Linked DNA regions of Mus musculus: region 1 is linked to region 2. The links are chromatin contacts, called in public Hi-C maps. All regions are on one chromosome and are shown on one strand. The core of a region is the stretch at or near the end of the contact, and the rest is flanking DNA. Distances in the headings are between cores, read along the strand shown. Region 1 holds the start of Bloc1s4 (biogenesis of lysosomal organelles complex-1, subunit 4, cappuccino). Region 2 overlaps D5Ertd579e (DNA segment, Chr 5, ERATO Doi 579, expressed).

The links. A called contact is a pair of places that touch in the nucleus more often than the background predicts.
Region 1: a Hi-C map of bone marrow-derived macrophages shows a contact between it and region 2, with 58 read pairs. The contact joins the promoter of Bloc1s4 here to the enhancer-like site in region 2. A contact is called at or near these places in 18 of 39 promoter capture datasets (the 3T3-L1 cell line, 3T3-L1-derived adipocytes, the C10 cell line and 12 more), 3 of 15 datasets of contacts at CTCF or cohesin (CD8 T cells, large pre-B cells and pro-B cells), 74 of 484 Hi-C or Micro-C datasets (the 4T1 cell line, the 63-12 cell line, the AML12 cell line and 46 more), 25 of 115 datasets of contacts at active chromatin or transcription factors (the 230-238 cell line, CD8 T cells, the HPC-7 cell line and 19 more) and 3 of 9 other capture datasets (adipose tissue, liver and pancreatic islet).

What each region holds. Positions count from the first base shown.
Region 1 is chr5:36,746,463-36,749,945 of GRCm38.p6, forward strand. Bloc1s4 (biogenesis of lysosomal organelles complex-1, subunit 4, cappuccino) reads right to left here and starts at 2,217. Exons shown (of 1, transcript NM_133724.3): 1 at 912-2,217. The coding sequence starts at 2,183. The coding sequence ends at 1,536.
Region 2 is chr5:36,673,993-36,677,616 of GRCm38.p6, forward strand. The region is part of intron 1 of D5Ertd579e (DNA segment, Chr 5, ERATO Doi 579, expressed); the gene reads right to left. Among named protein-coding and RNA genes, the nearest start is that of Gm24878, 9.3 kb to the left of the region's middle. Within about 2 kb of position 1,764, at least 46 of the 459 cell types and tissues checked have an H3K27ac peak or open chromatin away from gene starts, as enhancers often do. A contact at or near this core is called in the 4T1 cell line, the C2C12 cell line, the HL-1 cell line and 9 more, where this site is marked.

The DNA.
Region 1 (3,483 bases), core at 967-3,466, 73 kb after region 2:
CAAGTGGGAACAGACCATGCTCTTAACTGCTGAGCCATCTCTCTAAAACCTTACGAAAGCAATCTTTTTTTTGGTGTTTTTTGAGACAGGGTGCTACTCTTTAGCACAGGCTGTCCTGGAACTCTATTTTCACATTCATTGACTGTCATAAAAATATATTAATAATTTCTAGTAGCACCCACTAGATTCTGAACAGTAAATGTAGGTCACTTGTCCCCTCAGCTTTTAAACCTGTTTCTTGATGTGAACTACAAATCAAATGAAAAAAAATATGTCACCATACAACACAGAAGGCCCATGAAAAGCAAAAGGAGATAATACTATCACATTTATTTACTGAGGGTTGTAACCCTGGCTCTCCTAGAACTCACTATGTAGACCAGTCTGGCCTCAAACTAAGAGATCCACCTGCCTTTGCCTTCTGTGTACTGGGATTAAAGGCGTGCACCACCATACCTGGCTAAGTCATCTATTTACTGATATATGGTCTTCTTAACTACCCAGGCTGACCTGGAGCTTACTCTACAGCCCAGGTTATCCTGCTACTCTGATCTTCCTGCCTCCGACTCCTGAGTGCTGGGATTGCAAATGTGTGCTATCACATCTGGTTCCATTACCGACTTTACCCTGACAGACAGCAAGAGACTCAGCTGAGTACTACCTGGGAGAACCAACTTAGGAAATAGTAGTTTGTTGGTAAGGGACCCGTGTGCCCCAAAGTGAAAGAACAAAACCCTTCTGCTCAACGAGACTCGGGGGAAGAACCGCAGAACTGTGAGAAGAGCAGCGAGGTTGGCTCTTCACACAAACCTTCCAAAGAAGGAAGTTGCCTTTTCTTACCCCACTACTAAAAACATGAACGACAGGCTCATTTCCAAACAAACTATGGTAAATAATCTCCAGAAGGAAATCTCTGCCAAAGAAATTTAACATTTTAATTGATGTGCTATAAATAGAACACTGACAACCATACATTAATATTCTTGCTTTGATAAACTAAGCTTCCAGTCAAACTGTCAAATACAACTTCAGGACTCCCTGCAACAAAACGCCCAGTTTGCTATCTTAAGAAACTGTCTTCTTTCCTTTGGCTTACAGTCTACACCATAGAAAATTGAATATAATACAAAACAATTTACTATCTATCCCAGAAGGCTACAGAAAACTGAACCACTGTTAGGATTTAATAATACAGCTTTAATTTCTTGGGCACTTTTGATCATATAAATATATAAATCTTAACAAGGAAACACTGTTCACTGTAATAAAGGCCATAAAAATAACAGCTCTGCCGTATTGCACCGATAAATTAATTCAGTTGGCTTCCCCAGGTCCCCACCAAAGAGCTTTCGAATCCGAACTGGAAGACATAGAGACCTACACTCTTGGCATCGAATACTGACGATGTCAAGTCGTTTGCAGAAAATAAACTTTAACCTTTCACATCCCGGCATCACATACGCCAGTTCACAGGATTTCTTAACACTTGGGACAAGAGTCTCGCTGGAGTCCTCATGCGGTGGAGGCGCACACGCTCAGAGCTGCGGTCTGTCACCGCAGCCAGGGAAGTGGTCCTCGGTCCGAAACAGGACTGGCGGCTCGTACGCCGCGCGCTGGGGCCCGCTGGGCGCCGACCTGAAGAGAGCGGGGACGCTGATGGTATGCAGCAGCCTCCGGAAGGCCCGCGGGAAGGTCCCCAGCTCGGCTTCGGCCTTGGCGACCTGCTCCTCCATCCTGGCCACGCTGCTCCCGATCATCCGCACGAAGGCCTCCAGCTTGTCGATCCGGCCGTAGATGCGCCTCATCTCGGCCGCCTTAGCGTGGATCCGGGGCACGCCCTCGCCCACCACATGCGACGAGTCCCCGCGGATCATGTCCAGCATGCCCACGAACTCGTCCACCTTGGCCAGCAGCTCCTCCAGGCTGGCGTCCAGCGCCTCCACCTCTGGCCTCGGTCCCGCGCTGGGCAGCAGGCTGGAGGCGTAGCCCGAGGCGGCGCGGCGCAGCAGCGGCAGGTCGCGGCCCGGCGCGTCCTCGGGGCCGTCATCGTCCCACGGCCCGGACGCGCTGCTGTGGCTCTGCGAGACGTGGCCGCTGTCCCCGCTCCACGCGGCGCCCAACGGCTCGGCCTCCTCGGTAGAGACCTCTCGAGACAGGGTTCCGACGGCGGGTCCTTCCTCCATGGCCCGCTCGGCCGCTTCCGGTGCTGAGCGATTGCGTTACGGTCTGAGATGCCTGCTTCCGGCGCCTCCTAAAGACGTCACGCCCCTAACAAGTAGCCAAGCCTACTATCCACATGCCCAGAGAGCCCGCAGTGCTTCTGGCTGGCTTGTCGGTGCGTTCGTAGTGTGTGCCAGCAGAGTTTGCACAAGTTAGTAATCCAAAGAGGGTGACAGACGATTAGAGGATAGATAGAAAGATGGGTAGATGGCAGATAGATAATAGATGACAAATAGATTAGACCAGTGGCACAGGCCTTTGGTAGCAACACTCAGGAGTCAGAGGCAGACAAATCTCTTAAATTCAAGGCCAGCCTGGCCAGTTTCACGCCACCAAGGGTCCTGTAGTGAGGCTCTGTCTCAGACAGACAGACAGATCAATAGATAATGGAATGATAGGTAGATTGGTGGTAAATTGACAAATGATAGTGTCAGAGAAATACATTGAAGCAGAGCTGAGGCTGTCCATACCGTCACAGCAGGTTACCTCTGTTGCTCCACCTGCCCTGTAGCCAGCCAAGGCTAAATCTCCGTAGATGGAAGGATATTCCAAAGCCCTGTCTAGGAACTGGGGGACTCCAGGTGTTTGAGCTCAAGAATAATACAAAGAACTTCTCATTTTTATTATTAAAGGAAGCAAAATATGAGGTGACATTTATGATTAGTTTTAGCAAATACAAGTACAGAAAATATACCTGGTGTTATCATCTTTGGTCTTGTGAAAAGAGCCAAGAATATCCCTCCTATTTGTCTTTCCCACAGAGATAACGGGGACATGCCAGGGCATTTCCTGCACGTCCTTGCGTATCCTCTTATCACAGTTTATGTAATTCTTTCTAGAAGGCCACCTTGTGGGAAGAACATCCCACACAATGGCCTATCCGTAGTTCACAGTAAGTTCACAGCTCTCTTAGACTTGTTCCCACATCTATCCACTGTGTAGTACCCACCAGCACCCATGTGAGGCTCCAGCCTGCCTCTTTTCCCTTACCAGCGATAGCAAAATAAACTGTAAGCAAAAGCAAGAACAGTGGAACACAAAAGTCAACCTAACGAGTGGTCATCTCAGCCTCCTCACAAAAGAAGTACTCTCACCCAAGCATGGATTCCATCACAATGCTACCAGAAAAACAAACAAACAAACACAAAAACAAGGTAGGAATAAATTCTTAATATTCATAGAAACATCCAAGGTGGCGTCTCTGAGACCCATGCAGTCTGGCAGGTCCTTGGGAAACTTAGGGCCTTATTCTTCAACATTGTC
Region 2 (3,624 bases), core at 514-3,013:
GGGTCATTATTTTGTATGGCTAAAAGCTGAGGATGGTAATCAGGGAGTTCCTAAGGCTGTATGGAAGATTTGTCTTACACAGCCACAGGCTACAGTGTCAGAGCCGCAGTGGCCTCTCCTAGCTGATTCAGTGACGCTCTTCCTTTAAACGCTTTTCATTATGTCCAATAATGGGTTTATTGAGTAAAAAACTGTTCTTTATCTTTTGGGTTTGGGTTGTTTTTTGTTTGTTTTGTTTTGCTTAATGCAGAGTCTAGCTATGTAGCCCACTAGGAAATGCAAACAGGGAAAGCAACACTGATCAGGCCAGTGTGCTCGTGGAATTCAGCCACTACATATAACTCAGAGCAGCATCATGAGTGAAAGGAAGACCCTCTCTACAAATGCCTGAGTTCTCTAGGTGTCAGTAAAATTTATACACATTAAATATATAGAAGACAATTCTAAATCCATTGTATAACTAGAATAAAATGTTTTACTATTTTGCTACTTAAAAAAATCCTCACTAATATACTGCCTTTATTAAACTTTGAAAGGTAGTTAAATTAAAGCAAAAATTTTCTACTTTTCACCAGGTGATATTTCCCAGCTGTCTCTCAAAATTAAAACATTTTCCATAAATGATTTAATAAATGTTTGGTTCTCAGGAAGATATTAGACAGACCGATTAACAATAGCCACTTGAATCAAGCTGACAAGTTACTTAGTGAAAACCAGCCAGACTGAGGAGCCTTGGAACAGGTGAAGAGGGAGCGAGAGAATTCAGGCAGCTTGAACTCACAGGAGACCTAGAGAAAGGCAGGCACCACCATCAGAGACTTGCAGTGAGCTCTCCTGGGGAGTACAGCAGAGGACCGACAAGTTTGAGCATGAACAGAACTAAGGCACAGTGTTGGGAGCACAAAGGTCCTTGTGCTCACAGATAAGCACTAAAGAAACCAGGAATGTTAAACACTCAGGGCTGTTTTGTGAAAGGAAAAAAAATGTATAACCTGTTTTCTGCCCAAAAGACAAGAAATGGTGGGGGGGTGTCTAACTGCCTAGAGTCAATGGTTCTCACCCTTCCAATGTTGTGACTCTTTAATACAGTTCCTCGTGGTGTAGTAACCCCAACCATAAAGTTATTTTTCTTGCTACTTCACAATTTCAATTTTGCTACTGTTATGAATCATAATGTAAATGTCTGATATGTAGGATACTGTAAGCTACAGGTTGAGAAACACTGGCCTTGGCAAACCCCTGTGCTATCTGTAGGGCCAGGATTTGCCTGGCTCACCTAAGCTCCCACAAACAGGACCAGAGGTGGTTGATGGTCTAAATAACCTGTATGCTGTCTGTATGACCTAGACCACACCAGATCCTCCCCGGACCCCTTAAGATAACACAGGTAGGCTATATCTAGAACCCATCTTCATAGAAGAAATATACTTTGAAAAAACTTTCAATGTAATTATGCCTCTTTGTGCATAGGGGATGTATTACACTATAAAACTTTTTTCCAAATTGTACTGTACTTAAATATGTCTAATATAAACTGTCTAGTATTAAACTGTCTAAGTTTGAATCAACACCAGCTAATGAGTCATGCTGAGTCAGATTCCCTTCTTGCCTCATGCAGATCGTTACTCTGCAGGGTCTGGTGGTCACAGAGACCCCCACAGCAAGGATGAATCCCTGGGAAAGATGAATCAGTACCTGATCCCCAACAGCAGCAAGCTGCACCTGCAGCCAAGCCAGGAACCTCACAACTCTAGAAGTCTGGTTTTTGTATTTGGCAAGAATTAGCTATTGTGTAAATACTGGTTTGGTCCAGCCTAACAAATCTTCTGCTGGTTCTTTTTTTGGTGGTGGTGCTAATGTCTTGAAACAGCATCTCATGTAGATCATAAAGGCCTGGCCTTGAATCTCCAGCCTCCATCTCTCTAACCTGATCTCAGTAACCATGTCTGTCCCCAAACAAATCTTACAAGACTCCAAAGAACCAAACTGTTTTCAGTTAACTTTACTGTGGTTTCAGAACAAAACTCAAAGATATTTATAGGAATTCAAAAACACCAGGACCTGGGAAATTAGAATTTACAGTGTCTGACAACTATTCAAAATAGGAGACAAGAATGAGAAAAATAAATTCACTTAAATATACTAAAAGCTGATATCTGTACTTTAATTATCACTTTTTCAAAACTGATAGAAACTAAATGAGCAAGATAGTCAAAGACTCCAAGCACATGAATGAAGAAAATGGCACAGCACAGAAAACCTCAAGCCTCTAACCAACATAAAAATTCTAAAGCGGGGCTGGAGAGATGGCTCAGTGGGTAAGAGCACCCGACTGCTCTTCTGAAGGTCCGGAGTTCAAATCCCAGCAACCACATGGTGGCTCACAACCATCTGTAACAAGATCTGATGCCCTCTTCTGGAGTGTCTGAAGACAGCTACAGTGTACTTACATATAATAAATAAATAAATCTTTTAAAAAAAAATTCTAAAGCAGCCAGGGTGAGGCAGAGACATTAAGTATAGTAGCAAAGGTAAGGATAGCATCCAGCTCTTGTTGAAATCAGTGTAAGTGAGCAGATGATCAGGTAAGATTTGAAACACCAAGGACCTTGTCAACCTAGTACTCCATACTTATAAAACTGTCTTTCAAAGCCAAGATGAAATAGATTTCTCAGACACATGAAAATTGAACTATTCCCAACAAACCTGCCCTATAGGAAATATGAAGTCTTTTAGACAGAAGAAAAGGCATTGCACCATAGAGGACTGGAGAGATGACTCAGTGGTTAAGAGCACTGACTGCTCTTCCAGAGGTCCTGAGCTCAATTCCCAGCAACCACATGATGGCTCACAACCATCTGTAATAGCATCCAATGCCCTCTTTTGGGGTGTCTGAAGATAGCTACAGTGTACTCATAAAGTAATTAAATAATTCTTAAAAAAAAAAAAGTATTCCAGCACAAAATGTGGATCCCCTTAAGGAAATAAAGATAGCTAGAGATGCAGTTACAGTTACATCTGCTTCATTAGCTATCTTTGTTTAATTCCTCTGCATAGCCCAGGCTATCCTGAAACTCACTTTGTAGACCAGGCTGGCTTCCAACTCAGATATCCACCTACCTCTGTCTCCCCAGTACTAGGACTAAAAGTGTGCACCACCACTTCATTAATTACCTTTAGAGGCCAGTGAGATGGCTTAGTGGGTAAAGGCACTTGTCACATAAGCCTGGAAACCTCAACCCCATCCCTGAACCCACATGGAAACTCCTGCAAGCTGTTTCTGACCTCCACATGCACGCTGTGGCACACAGGCACATGCACACATGCATGCATGCACACAAACAAATGTGCAATAATTTTTTTCAAAATTGTTTTCTAAAAAATTAAATAGCTTCTAAAATAACTAAATAAGATCAAAGAGCCAAGTTTAGGGGTATATATCTGTAACCTCTATATTCCCCAAGTTGTAGAGGGATGTCAAGTTCTAGGCCAACTCGCTGTTATGTGAGTAAGACCTTATCCTAAAACACCACCACCACATTATATATATAAGTGCGTATATGTATACGTGTATATATGTATGTATGTATGTATGTATGTATGTATGTATGTATGCACGCACAC